Regions from separate parts of the Sus scrofa genome. Here region 1 is linked to region 2. A link is a contact called in public Hi-C data. All regions are on one chromosome and are shown on one strand. Each heading gives the region's core, a stretch centred on a gene start, on an enhancer-like site or on the middle of the called end of the contact. The rest is flanking DNA. Distances are from core to core; before and after follow the strand shown.

Region 1 (6,859 bases), core at 2,237-4,736, 330 kb after region 2:
GCGAGCGTTGAAAGGAAGGAGGAAAGAGTAGGCCGCGAAGGTCGCCGCAGGCATTTCTGGGGCCCGCCCCTCGCCCCTCGTAGGCAGCAGTCTTTCCGTGACACAGAAGGCACCACACCTCACACCACTCTCCCGGGCGCCTGATGGACTGAGCCCCACCAGGGGACGCCACTCCCTGGGCCTGGGCAGGGCTCACGAGCACTCTCTCTCTCTCTCTCCCTCTCCCTCTCTCTCTCTCTCCCTTTCTTCCCACCACAAGCACTGATGACTGTTGACGTCGTGGGAAGCCTCCTTCCTTCCCTGCAGAAGAGAGAACGTGGCAGTCTGGGCTCGGCTCCCACCCCCGTAGAGATGCCCAAACTCACACCAAAACGTCGATGCTCTTCCCTTCCAGACTAGACCATTGGCCCTCCATCCATTTCGCCTCTTGGAACGTTCTTTTCTGCACAGTTTAGGGCAGTCGAAGTACAAATCAAAAGTCTAACTTGTCTCTGATTCCTCCTGTCGTCTATGTGTATATGCGTGAGAACAGAGGTGGATGAGAGTGTGCGTGTGTGCGTGTGTGCAATTTTATACGTCTGTGTATTTTCTTAAGTACCTGTGCACACATAGAGTGCATTACTGCCACCTTTTTTCAATAAGCTGTTTTATCAGTTATGGCTTCTACAAGTTTGCTAATTTAGACTCCTTTATTGCCATATCTTTAAACTAACAATAGATGATTTCGGTATATATATATATTTTTTTTTGCTTATTTATAGGTGCTGTATTTTATTATCTGATTGTTAGGAAGGGATGAAAGGGGCAAATATTCTTTAGAGGGATAGACTGCCGGCAGTATTGGGTATAATTTACAAGATGTAGTTGTCATACTGTATATTACTGATTGAAAACTTTTTGACCGTATTGTGTATCATTGAAACCTTTGTCTTAGGTCAACATCTTTGGATGACATTTTAATGGTGCATTCATTATTTCTTAAGTTTAATTAATATTACCTTTTTTTTGATTTGGGGGGGTGGGAGGGAGTTCTAATTTTAAAGGTATGCTCCCGCTATTACACCTCAGTGTGCTTGTATTAATTAACTTGTAGGACTTTGTAAGATGTGAAACCACATTTCTTGCATGATGTTTTAGAAATTATGTATTTCATTTACAGTCTTTTTAACCTGCGACTGCAGCACTTAGTTCAAGTTTTCACAAACTTAAGAGTCACTACACTAAAGACAATGCCTTTTCATGAATGAGAAGTTTTCAGAAGGCTCTAGGAGGCTGGGAGGCAGGCCGTTTGTCTTTTGATGGTTGCATATCACCTCTGAACTTGAAATCTGGTTCAGTGAGCAGAGAATTCAAAACGGAGGAGCTTAAGGGGAAACCGGATTCACATCTGGCTGAATTCAGGTGCACTGAGCAGAGTTGGCATTTGTGCCCCTCAGGACAGTGAGTAGCAGAGCCCCTGGCAGGACTGTGGTGTCCTCTCCACGAGAACCTCGAGGAGGAATGTGTGGTCATCGCGTGTGATGAATCTCCAAATACCTGGCTTTCATTAGACGCAAAGCAGGGCGCTAGCAGGGCAGACTAGGGTAGCGTTTTCGTTTGAAAGGCATGACTGTTATTTACTAAGGTGTTAAATCGGAGGAAATTGAAAAAGTCTAAATCTGTCCATCCTAGTGGCCAAATAGTAACGTCTAAAACAGCCGCCTTGGCTCTTCCAGGCAGTTTCGTCATTTTTGTTGGTTTCGGTTTCTTTAACTAGGGTACTGTTGATTTCCATTCTATCTCTGTGGCCAGACGTAACATCTGGGTGCTCGATACAATCAGTTGGTTCAAGTTTGCTTGCAGTTCCATGTTCGTATTTTTTCTCTATTTATTTTTTTTTTTTAATGGCGATCCCAACCCTATGATCTCTTGTGTTAAGCTATCTATCGCTATCTGTCATACTCTGAAGAGCTGCCACTAACTAACAGGAACCTGGAGGGGGGAGCGGGCCCCTCCTCTTTGTGCCCCTCAGCTTGAGTCCAAGGGTTGATCTTTCATCTTGATAAGCAATATTCAAGTGCCTTGAACAGCGTCCTCTCCGCGGGGTTTACCTTCAGCTGGCTGGCGTTCCAAGCAGTAGCTCCCACAGGCAGCTGCCCCCTTCCTCTTTACGCTCCACCAGTTTAAAAAGCTGATTTGTACCTCTCCCCTGGGGAAAACGGTTCCGTAGAAAACACTAACACTTAATTACAAGCTCCATTATAACCATCTTAAATGGCTTCTTTTGGTTAATTGGAGGCAGTGTTCCTAACTTCAGGTTTTTGCCATTGCTTAGCCGGCTCAGTGGAGGTTCAGCGTGCAGCGAGTGTCCGCCTTCAGCCTCTTGACCCTTGGCTCCTGCTCACGTCCCCACGGGGCGTCTCAGATGGAAGGGGTGTGGGTTCTGTCCTAGACCCGCGCCCGCTCACTCGTGCCACCTGGCTCCCAGAGGACCTCTCCCCTTGAACTTCTGGGTCGAGATGTCTGTGATGTCTGCCTACCAGCGCGCCCTTGTTTAGCAAGGATTATCACAGCCCTGTAGCTCCGCTCGGTGTTTCGCCGAGCCCACCCCGCTGAAGCACATCACGAGACACGGTGGCTCAGGGTCGGCAGATTTGGAAGGAAGCTCCAGGAAATGGCAGGATCTTGACTCGTGTGACTGCTCTCAGGCCAGGGCCACCAAGTCTGGGAAAGTGACTGAGGCCGCAGGCTAACCAGCCATGACCTCTCTCGAACCGTTTCCCTACACTTCCAACGCACAGGTGCCTCCCTGCTCATCGCCCTCCTGTGCGCAGCTTCGTTTTTCTCCCCCATTGAAAAGCCAGACATGCTGGTCGGTGGTCCAGATCCAGAGTACAGCAGGGCTTTGGGGGACATGTTCCTCTGTGCCCCCTGCCGCCAGCAGTGAGAGACCCTCCCAGGCCCAGCCAGCAGCCCCAGGAGGAAGGAAACACCCAAAGGCCTCCCCCACCCGGGGCCACACCAGCCCTGCAGCCCGGAGCAGGCCAAGCGCAGGACAGGTTTTACGCACGCTCTGGCATCTGACTACCCTAAGGTCACCCAGCAGTCCTGTCCTAAGAGATTGAGCTGAGAGTCCCCAGACGGTCCCATCTGCAGGCAGGTACCTTCCTGGCTCACGTGGGACCAGACGTCTCTGTCCCCCCTGAACTCACCTCCTTTCACGCAGGGGTGATCAGCGAACTCTATTGACTTTCTATGCAATGTTTTTCATTCCTCTGACTGTAGAACAGACCTCCCTGCAAACAGCAGAGGAGCCAGGGGAACAGAACACATGTCCTTCTGGGATTAGCACAAAGTGAGACAGTGACAGGGGCTGTAGGTCTTGAGCTGGGGGACAACAGCCTTCACCTTAAATGCACTTTGGCAGGCACCTCTGGACTGGCTCTAAAAACAAGACTCTGCCCTTAGCCGGCGCAAGCCGCTGCCCTCTGAGGCCAGCGAGCCAGCTGGCGGGAGACGGAGCAGGCGAGGTCCCGGCGTGCATGCGTGGCGAGCGTGGTGGGCTGGTAGCCGCACCCCTTCAGGCTGGGCGTTCGGCTCCCCCCCGGGTGTCATCCTCATCTGTCCCCTTCTACCTCACTGAGCATGCTCCCGCGAGACCTTACCCCTCGCCCCCCAGAGCTGTCAGGCAAGTGAGATTGGGGAAGCGAAAAATCTAGAAGCCTGGTGTCTGTGAGCATCTCTTGGCCTGGTGGGCAGGTGGCTTCCCTTTTTTGTGACACAGCTGTGCCCCGCGAGGCCCACGGACTTTTCTCTTGGCTTCCACCTGTTCCTGAAACTCTCACAGCTGTTTCCTTTGCAGGCAGGCGCGGCCTCGCGCCTCGGAGCGTCTCGCCTTGGGCCTGCCTGTGCCCTCTGGCCATTCCTGTCCAGCTGTTTCGGTCCGTCACAGCCCTCTCCCTGCCCTGGGCTGCCCCTCGGCGGCCCTCTGAGGACACTTCCCTGGGATTCCTTCCCGGCACGGGGGGGACTCTGTCATCTCTGGCCCTGGGACGTTGTCATTTCAGCCCTTCTGTGAGAAGCATCCCAGGGACAGGAGAGGATCCGGCCTTCTCCAGCCCACATGTATGGTCTTTGGTCACGTGACCCTTTCTCCCTAAAACTATATAGGCCGCTTTCCACACCGAGCCGAAGAAGAGCAGCTCCCGGGGCTGCTGGGTGGATGTGGGGCCACCCACGCTGGTGTCCAAATGAGAGGAATCGGGAAGGACCCCGCGTGTGGAAATCGTGCCGCTTGGGCCTTGATGGCGCGCGGGGAGCCTTCTTGAACCCAGTCCAGCTCCTGTCGCAAGCAGTAAGAGCTGGCCTGGGATCCCGACGTGATGTATGTCTAGTCCCCAGTGCGCTGACTGTCGGCCTGGCCAGCATACCTGCTTGCTAAGGGGATGGGCCCCTCTCCCACTACCATGCCCGTCCGTTTCTGCCTTTTCGTAGATGAAAACTACCGGGACAAGAAGGGAAAGCAAGTTCCCAGTTAGAGTGCTGAGAAGGTCCAGCCTGCGAGACTCTTGAGAGATGTACTGAGCGCCGAGGCCAGAGCACTCGGGTTGCACGGAGGCTGGAGGTGGCAGAGGAGGGGTGCGGGGCGCGGCGGGCCGAGCATGAAATGAGCCCTGCCCCAGAGTCTGCCCTACTCTGGCAGCCCCGGCAGCCCGGGGACCTCACCCCTGGTCAGGGAGAAGGAAATAGGATTTCCGCCCACCTCCCTGTGGGTCCCCTGGCCGGACCTGCCCCCACCGGCCCAGGCCCGACCACCCGCCTCCATCCCCACCTCCCCTCCAAAGAGACGTACGCACTGACAGTGGCCTCCTCCCTGTTTTCATTTTTGGATGAAGTGACATTTAGCTTTAACAAGACATTTCCAAAGCGCCTAGTCTCCTCCAGAATGCTAACTTTAAAAGTTGGGCATGGCAGGTGAAGAACCTATAAAAAAAAAAAAAAAATTTTAAACTTAAAAAAAAATTTTTTTAAAGACATTAGGCTAGGCATAAATGTCCACTTCCCCATCCCCGTTATTAAACGTTTAAAATACCTTTGAGTTGCTTTTCCTGGATCATTTTAGTTTATCCAATAATGTTAAAATGCATAGGCTGCGTGACTGTAATTTCTGTAGTGTTTAGGCTTTAATTTCTACCACAAAATGTGCTATATGCTATGTATCAAGCTTTCTGTGATCAGAAAGGAAAGGTGCCTTATATCCCAATGTCACGGCTACATCCCTATGGAAAATAATCAGAAGCACAGTGTGTACAGAAGCATTGGGGCTTCCGCTGGTGAAACCAGACGCCAGTCAGCAAGATGCATTGAAGTGGCACGGGGCTGCTTTTGTTTTATGCTTCCTTTCTTCTCCTTTTTCATTTTTTCTCCTCCCGCCCCCCCCCCCCCGCTTCTTTTTTCCTTTGTTCGTAGTTTGCTTTAAACAGAAAGCACTTAAATAGAGGATTATGTGTAAAAGCTCTGTGCAATAGAAATCATTTTCCTTCTTTTTAAGAGATAATGTATTGCACACCAAATGAACTCAAAGTAAGCTTTAGACCAGGACGATTCAGGTTGTGGATGCGTAGAATGAGTTTGTTCACTGTAGTTCCGTTTGTTCACGAACTGATGGGAAAACAGGCCTCCCTCCACCGCCTCCCCCCCACCCCCGCCCGCCGCCACCGTCGCCACCGCCGCCGCCGCCGCCACGCATCTCAGCCTGCCTCTTGCTGACCCCCAGGCTCCGTGTGTAGGGCCCACGGGCGCCCCCCAGAACTGCTGGCTGGGTGGCAGGTGGGCAGGGAGGGGCAGTCTGCGACCCAGCCGCTGAGAACCCTCCCGAGGGCAAGACCACCGCCATCCCCTTCCAGCCCTTAGCGTTCCTCGTTGAGATGGATTGACTGCTACTGACCCGCCAGCGTGCGAGAGGGTAATTATAAAAGGATGTTTCCTTGAGGGGAAAAAAAAAAAAAAGAAATTCTATCCTCTTCTATTTATTATTAGGTTGATCATTTAAGTACGTATCAGGAGTGTGTTGTTGTTCTGTGTGTTGTTGTTGTTTTTATGAATGCTTTTTGCTCTCACTCCAGTGGTGACTGTCTTCTGCCTCCAGCCCTCCCCCGCCCCAAACCACCCAAGGGCCTGGGGCGGGGGGCGCGGGGCGTGCAGAGGGGGCGTCTCCAGCAGAAGCAGTGTCTCCCGAGGAGCCGCGCGGCAACGGGTGGTCTCCACGTGGCTAACGTGTCAGAGCGAGAGAGTCGATGCCCAGCAGTGACAAAACCTACCAGTGTGAGGAGGGGCCGGGTTGCAGGACACTCGTGGGCGGGGCTGCAGGGGAGACTCAGAGAAAGCCGAGTTCAGTTCCCCCAAAGCCTCCTAGAGCCTCTGGTAAGACTTCTGGGTTCATGCCGCGTCGGGAGCCCCGCTCAGGCCCGCCTGCCGCTCGACGTGGTTTCTGGCGAGGCTCCTGCGAGCTGACGAGCTCCAGTTGGCTTTCGTTGCTGTCGTTGTTTTTCCGGGCCACAAAGTCGGTCCAGATCATCTCGTGGAACAACCGCGGTTCTTCGTCAGGTTTTGGCTGGAGGACCCCCGCCCCTTGCCGGGTCCCGTGGACGTGGCTCCGTGGGGCGGGGGCTGAGGCCAGGGGCACCTGCTGGCTTGCTCCTCGGGTGTGAGGGCCGAGGCCAGGCCCCGCCGCCCCGGAGCTGGAGCTCCCTCGGGGGCCCCCCAACCCCTGCCTCGCTTTCCGGGCCTGACTCTTCCCTCCTCTGCCATCGTGTCGGGTCCGACGCTGTCGTCTTGGAAAGAAAGGCCTCCGGTGAAATAAGAGCCCCCGTCCCCTCCC
Region 2 (7,556 bases), core at 3,522-6,021:
CATGCTGCAGGCAAGGCAAAATAAATAGTCACCCTTTTAATTCATGTCAGTTTGACAGATATTTTAAAAAAAGAAAAAGAAAAAGAAATGTTAGAATGTAGGTTTAAAAAAAATAAAAGAATGGGGCGGGGGGACTGTGTGGCCAGCGAGATGGGGATTGGGAAATTGTGGGGTGATGAGAAGCCCCAGGTTCTTCATAGGGTTTGGAAATCCTAAGGTAATGAGCCGAAGAGTCCATCAAGCTAGATGCATTTTCCAAGTGTAAGACAGAGCTCCACTGAAGAGATGGAACTGCAAGCTTTTTCCTTTAAGACATGCAGAGAACAGAATGCAAGCATTAGAGGTGTGGAAAGTTACCTAGAGCTGGCAGCAGCAATATATTCTGTCCAGAAGTGGAAAGCAGACTGAAATAAGGGGTCAGAAATGAAGTCTTTGAAGATGCCAGAAAGGGTCTCCGAGACTGAGCGAGGCTGTCACCGGGCAGAGGCGGATGGGGTGGTGAAGAGGAGAGTCTACTGTTTAGAAATCATTATGGTTTGTTCTTACAAGTTTGGCAGGTTCTTGGTACAATTATATAACGACACATACATGTGGCGTATCGAGATGAATTATGTGCTATGCATGTAATTACATGTCGCAAAATGGGTACTTTTATTTGGTGGGTATTTACATAGCACAGTGAATCGTGTACTCAGAAATAATTAACATAAAATCTTATTCAAAACACAACAATCGAAAGTAGTTCGGTTTTTCTTGAGCTTCAAAAAAAAAAAAAAAAAGAAGAATCTGGAATCTTCCTTTCATTTATTCCAATGGTCCATGCCAAATTGTTCTGGAAGACTGTCGCCAAAGACACAAGGAAGGCAGTGTAATTTCCCTCTGTTATTCATAATCTTTTGATTTAAGGAAAAGGCCTTTTCAATTTTCAAGTCTCTCAATACTTCTGTCTGGCTTTAGGTATTCCTAAATTTAAAACATTTGCAAATTCAATGTAATTAAACTAGATGTAATTTTCCACTTCCATATTTGCAAAACTGAGATTCTCGTAAGACTTATTCGGAGTATGAATCGTTTTTTACCAGGTATCGAAAAGTAGGCATGTCTTTATGTTTGCTTGTGAATAAATTACAATGAAATATTTAGCATTATGTAGTGTCTCTGGTTATCTGAGATATTTCTTGTTGGGAACTATTCAAACCAGTTCTAATTTGGTTGCGAAAATATTCAGAAAGTGAATTAATGTTTTAGAATGAATCTCTTGAGTTTTCTTTTTAAGCATATCCCATAGGACAGAAGATTTTTTATTTTTTTTCATTATTCTTAGAGTTGGGTTAAAAACTATTCTCCTGTCTTTTGCTGGAGATAGTTTCTAGGTGAAACCTAAGCTTGGTTTTATGAGTTTATTATAAATAAGATCTTAGAACGTAGAGCTCTTGTGAGAGAGAAAGAGAATGGCTTTTTTTTTTTTTTTTTTTTTGATAATGCCCTACATTGTAAGACATTTTTCGGTTTGGAAGAAATTCTTGATGATTAATCCCTTCAAGGAATTAGGTTAACTATATCAGAACGATTACGAAATTAGAATCTTTAAGAAACAGGGTAATATATTTTCCTTTCTTGGGGCTATCAAAGGAGGACCAATTTAGTAATAATCAACCCATATGGCGTTTTAGAGAATTTGCCAATTTTCATCTGAACTGATTCAATCAACTCTGTGTAGATGTCGGGAGACGGGAGGGTAGGAAAAGTGTGAACCTCGGAAGGTGCTTTGCAGGGTTTCCTAAAGTACATTTCTCAGTATCATCACATCCCCAGTATGGCCACTGAATTTTTTCTTAGGCAAAATAAAATGGGTCAGTAAGGAAATTTAGGCATTCTAGACTCATATTTGTCTGTCTGATTTGGTGCCAAAAGGTGCTTATTTGAAGGTCAGGAACAAACATCATTTTGGTCAGTCCCCCCTCTGATTACTTGGGGCTGGATTTCTGAAAGACTAGGAAGGAGGATTTGTTATGTACTCGGAACTAGGAGCTTTCTTTCCCTAAAGGGAGAGCCTGAATGTCAAAAAGTGCAAACAGCGTCTCTGGATTGTTTCTCTTGTGCTTCATTCTGAGTAATATAGCATTTTCACGTCAAGGGGCTTCTTCTTGGTTCCTGGGCCAGTTATCTTGCTAAACTGCCTCTGTCTCACTCTTTATTCTGGCTGCTTATAGCCGTTATTCCATTGTCTTTGTAGATGCTAATAGGGATCTAGGTCCTAAAACCTTTCCATTTTCTAAATATTTTATACAATACACAGCTTATAGGGATCCACTATATTTGAATGTCCCCGGAGGCTCTTGACCTACTATGGGGAGGCTGAAAGTCAGTCTTGAAAGCAAACAGCCTCTTGAAATAGATATAAATTGTTCTTACTCTGTTCTAAGAAGAATAAAATGTACTTTAAAAAGTTTTTTAGGTCTCTGCTGATTATTTCAGTCCACTAAGTTTTTGATCAGTGGTTTACCTGGAGAACTTTTCCTTTAAATTGGTCACATTTTGTGGTGCTGGCAAAGTTATTGGAAAGTTTTCTCCCCCGCTTGTAGAGAGCAATAAGCCTTGTATAACTCAAAACTTTGGTAGAAGAAATCTAAATTTTATTTAACTAGAGCTTAAGCTCTGGACCATTCAATGCAGTGTTTTTCTACTAAGTCCAGTTAGCAGGTAAATAATGTAAATATAACCAGAAATGTAACAAGGGCATTTGATACTCATCCACTTTTCTTTCTGAAATATTGCCGTGGATTCAGAACCCTGAATTCCAACCAGATGTATTTCTGGAGTATTACACAGGTCATATATATTTCACTTTTTTGGTTCAAACCCAGGGGATCCACACGATAATTAGATTGAGAACATCTGCACCAAATCCAAACCATTTCCCTGATCCTTCCTTGAGCCTCCCCCACGGGAGGGATTTTTTTTTTTTTTTTTAAGCCCCTGCACATTTTATTTGCCTAGTCCCCTTTAGGGCAATTCTGAGGTCTCGCGTGCCTTGCCACCTCACAAATAGGAGAGGAGGGCAGACGTACCCTCAACTGCGGGATAGGGGAGGAACCTTTAGATGTGGCATTTCGTCGGGACAGGAATCGCCACGGGTGGCAATGCCGTTTCCCGCCAGGGGCCAGGCTCTGGGACGGGGCGTGGCCAGGCGCGGGGCGCGCGGGTGGGCACGTGCGCAGGGGCCCGAGGACGCGAGTGTCGGGGCTCCGCTGCCCTCTACCGGGCGCAGCGGTCCGAGCTGCAGCGCGGCCGCCGGCCGACGGCGCGCGCGGGCTCGGGCGCCCCACACCGAGGCCGCCTTCAGCGTCCCTGGGTCGGGAGTGCCCTTCCTGGCGCCGTGTCACTGCTTCTGGGACCAAGGCTCCCGGCGCCCGCGCGCTCCCACCCACCTGCTTCCTGCCCCTGCTGCGGGTCCCGGCTGCCGCCGGGACGCCCAGGGAACACCCCCACCCCTTCGGACCTAGGGAGGCGAGCGTTGTCGAAACCGAAGCGCCTGGTCGCCAGTGTGAGACCTAGGGGCACATGTGTTCTCCAATTCTTCGGGACTTTCATTTCTAGTCCCTTCAGTCAGAAATGCTGAATTTACAACGATCGGCGTTAAATCCTCCAACTCAGTTGAAAAGCAATTGTATACCCCCACGAACATGTTTTATTTTGTATTCCATACAGCTTTTATTGACATATAATTTTTAAGATTAAGGAATTTGGGGATTTGTTTTAACTAATTACACGGTAAATGAAGTTCGGGAGGATAAAAGTACGCTATTCCTACTGCAAACTCAAACTCACACGTGTGTATAATCAATTAAAAATGAGATCATAAAGTGTGTGCTTTTTGCCAGGTTTCTGCGAAGAAAGATCTCAAAAGAGAATTGACTTTGGGGTTTGTATTTTAGTATTTCTGCAAACTAGGGACCGTGCTTTTTGTTATAAGCGTACCCACACTTTCCAAGTTGGGCACCCAAATCGCTGTGTGTGAACTACAGGAAGTTTCTAGGGCTGTTCCGCTGAAGCGGTGCGGGGGGGATACAGAACTGGGCTCCAGGACTTTTCCTGTCCTGTCCTAAGCTGGCGCAAATCGAGCAGATAGGGGCCATTCAGACCCCCTGGCCGCCGGGGGTGCGGTGCGGCGCGGCGCGGGGACCGCGCGGCCACTGTGCGGAAAATTAACGTGTGCAGCGACACGGGGGTCAGGGCTGCGTTCCCCCGGCTCCAGTGCCCCCAACATGAAAGGCCGTTCCAGGCTGGCTCGGTCTCTGAGTCCGGCTGGGGCTCGGGGAGAGGGTGGGCGGCAGCGGCCGGCCAGCGCGCCTCGCACCCGCGCCGCAGCGGTGGGCCGGGTCTGTGCGGGGTCTGGGCTCGGGCAGGTGGTCGCGGCGGCTCCGCGCGCTCCGTGCCCCGCGGAAGAGCGGGCGAAAGCGGCGCGGCGCCGGCGCCCGCAGCCAACGGCCGCCCGCTCCCAGCCGAGGGCCGCCGGCGACCGCGACCCCCGGGCGCCCGAAAACCGCCCCAGGTGAGCCGGGCCCGGGGCCTCCCGCGGGGGCCCGGGGCGCCCCTCCCGCCGCCCTCCAGCGCCCCCTCGGGGCCGGGCCGGCAGCCGCCGCCCGCGCGGGCCGGGGGGCTCGGAGGGGCGGGGGTCGCGGGCCTGGCGGCGGGCGCCGGCGGGAGCGGGCAGGGGCCGCGCGCGGGAGGCCCGGCGGCGGCCGCCGCGCCCTCGGGCTCCGACTCCGGCTCCGGCTCGGGCTCGCCATGGCTGCGGCGGCGCCGTGAGGAGGAGTCCGCGTCCTCCGTGGCGGCGGCGGCGGCCGGCTCCAGGCCGGGTTTTGGCGCCGCCCGCCTGCTGCCTCCTGGCGGCTCCTGAACTCCAGCCCCCTCTCTATCAGCCTCTCACTCCGTCTCAATATGTCTCAAGATGGCGGCCAATGTGGGATCGATGTTTCAATATTGGAAGCGCTTTGATTTACAGCAGCTGCAGGTCAGGCTTCTCCTCGCTCGGCCTCTCGCCCGGGGGTGGGGGCTGCGGGCGGTCGCGGCCTCCCCCGGGGCCCCGGGCTGCCCGGCCGCCGGGGGGCCGCGGCGGCGGGGAGGAGGGGGGTGCCGGGGAAAGCGGGGCCGAGTCGGGGACAAGTCCCTCTCGCTCCCCGGCCCCCATTGATAACTCGCTTGATCGGAAATTGATCCTCTTTGTTCAATTCATCGATCAGCCCAAGATGGCGCCGGGAGCCGCCGCCGCCACCGCTGCCCCCGGTGTCGGCCCCCACCCCGGGCGCCCCCCCGGCCCTGCGCCGCCGCCGCCACCGCCGCCGCCGCCGCCGCGGGACCGGGGAGGGGGCGGCCCCGGCGGCCCGCGGGGTGCGCGCGCGAGCGGGGAGCGGGCTGCGGCGGGCGGCGGCGGCGGCGGGCGCTGCGCCGGGAGGGGGCTGCGGCCCGGCGGCGGCGCCCGGCCGCGCGCCCCGCGCCCCCGGCCCGCCGTATTCCCCGGGAAAGTTTGTGGGGAGTTGCTGTGGGGGTGAAGCGCCTGCCTCTCCAGGAGGAGCCGCCGCCGCCACTGCCGCCGGCGCGGCGGAGCTGGGGCTGGTGGCGCTGTGGTGCCGCCGGCTCGGGGGAGGGTCAGAGCGGCCACCGGCGGCGGCGGCGGCGGCGGCGCGGCCCGGCTCCGGCCAGGCGGGCGGGTGGCCGGGCGGGCGGGCGTCCGCGCTCCCCGGCCCCGGCCGGCCCGGGCCCGGGCCGCCGCCCCCGGCTGTCAGCCGGCCGGGACTGCGCCGCCGCTCCCGCGTGCGGCGTGGGGCTCCCAGCGCGGAGCCCGGGGTTTGTTTACGTCCGGGCGGGCGCCCCGGGGCCACCCGCAGACCCCGCAGCAGCCCCTATCTTTTGTGTGCCTGCAGGAGCGGCGCGGACCGGCCCTCCGGGGCCGGGTGCCCGGGTAGGGGTGCTTTGGGGAAACTTGCGGGGGGCGGCCGGCGCCCCGCGCGTGGATCCTGGGGGTCGGGGCGCCCCGCGGGCGGGGGTGCGTGTGCCAGAGGAGGGCTACAACTTTCCCCGAGTGGAGGCCCGGCTCTGCGCCCCGGCGCGCAGTCTATCTGGGCCGGGGGCGCTTGCTCCCCGCCGCCTCTCCGGGTGGTCCTCGCCTCGCGCCCGGGGGCTCCCGCGGCCCCCAGTGACCCACCCCCGTCTCTCCGATCGTCTCCTCCGGGGCCCTGCCCTCCCAGTAGGGTCCGCGGGCGCGATGGAGCGCGCGGCAGGTCCACTCCGAAATGCCTACTCCGATCCGGCTCGTGAAAGCAAAGCCCCGGGGGCCCCGGGGGCCCCGCTGGACTGTGGCGTGCGGGGCTGTGGTCCGAGCGCCGAGCCCCGGGCGCCGAGGGGGGCTCATGCTGGTGCTCCCCATCCGGCGCCCGAGCCGCTGCGGTGCCCAGGGGGCGCGTTCCTGCCTGCCATTCCTCATCCAGAGGAACGGCGCGCCCTCGGGGTCCGCCCGGGACCTGCCAGCTCCGCGCTCGCGGCGCCTGGACAGCCCCGGGACTCTGCCAGGTGGATGTTGTGCGTAGTCGAAGCCGAGTTGAAGGTGAGCGGCGTGTGGGCCAGAAGCTCCGGGAGCGCTGGCCGTGGGGGGTGGGGGTGGGCGTGGGGGGGATGTCTGTGGTTTCCAAGGGCCCAGGGCGGCCTGGCGCCCCAGAAGGGGCCCTCAGCGACCCCCAGGGACGGCTCTTGCTCCCAACTCTAAGGTGTGCTTGAAGGCACCCTTGGGCGAACTTTCCCAGCCAGGGGACTGGTGATAGTGGCCTACAGTACTTTGAGGAGCGAAGCAAATGAACTCCAGATGCGGGCTTGTATGAAATGAAGCGGGTTGGATTAAAACGTATATAAACGGAGGCTGACAACTTTAATTGTATATGCTTGTTTTCTGCTCTTGCCTACGTAAGAGCAATAAAGCAGACTCATAGTCGTTATGAAATTTCTTCGAGTTTTTCGCTTAACTAGGAAGAAGACTATGTGAAATATGTATTTCCGATAAGATTAAAACTTAAAGGAGTTTGAGTGTTTATTGACTAAAATAGATTACTCCAAAGTGTCTATTGTGTAAATTAGATTCCTGAATGTAATGAACACAGCCGAATGGCATTTTTGATAAATTGGTCTACCCTGTTTTAGTAAAAATAGCTCCCTTTTACCATAATTTAATTCCTGTGCTTACTGCAAAACCCGTTGTGGAGTTTTGAGAGACAAACCTTAATTTTTTTTTTTCTCTTGTTTTCCTAAATGTGACATTGTAGCTTAACACCAAAGCGGTTTCTTTTTTAAGCATCTTGGCAAAACTGCCTGGGAACAGGGTTTGGTTTCTGGGGAGTTATTAGATTTTATGAACTCTTTGACACCCCCGACCCGCCCCCCCCCCCCCCTTAGTGATTAGTCTTCAGGGTAGCTTGAGGACATTGAAGGATGTAGCTTTAGGTTTCCATTGAAAGATTCCCTGTTAGTTCATGTGAGTGAACTTTGAGAGGTTGATCTGGAGT

What was found. A called contact is a pair of places that touch in the nucleus more often than the background predicts.
Region 1: a Hi-C map of skeletal muscle shows a contact between it and region 2, with 3 times the contacts expected there. The contact joins the enhancer-like site here to the promoter of CUX1 in region 2. A contact is called at or near these places in 5 of 5 promoter capture datasets (fetal liver, fetal skeletal muscle, liver and 1 more), 6 of 47 Hi-C or Micro-C datasets (brain, epiblast stem cells, retroperitoneal adipose tissue and 2 more) and 2 of 2 datasets of contacts at active chromatin or transcription factors (alveolar macrophages and skeletal muscle).

The regions. Positions count from the first base shown.
Region 1 is chr3:9,645,520-9,652,378 of Sscrofa11.1, forward strand. All of the region lies in intron 14 of CUX1 (protein CASP), which reads left to right. LOC110259891 (a long non-coding RNA gene) reads right to left here. Exons shown (of 2, transcript XR_002342310.1): 2 at 1,820-6,859. Among named protein-coding and RNA genes, the nearest start is that of SH2B2, 22 kb to the right of the region's middle. Within about 2 kb of position 3,487, at least 5 of the 83 cell types and tissues checked have an H3K27ac peak or open chromatin away from gene starts, as enhancers often do. A contact at or near this core is called in skeletal muscle, where this site is marked.
Region 2 is chr3:9,312,374-9,319,929 of Sscrofa11.1, forward strand. It overlaps CUX1 (protein CASP), which reads left to right and starts at 4,772. Exons shown (of 23, transcript XM_021086269.1): 1 at 4,772-5,017. The coding sequence starts at 4,955.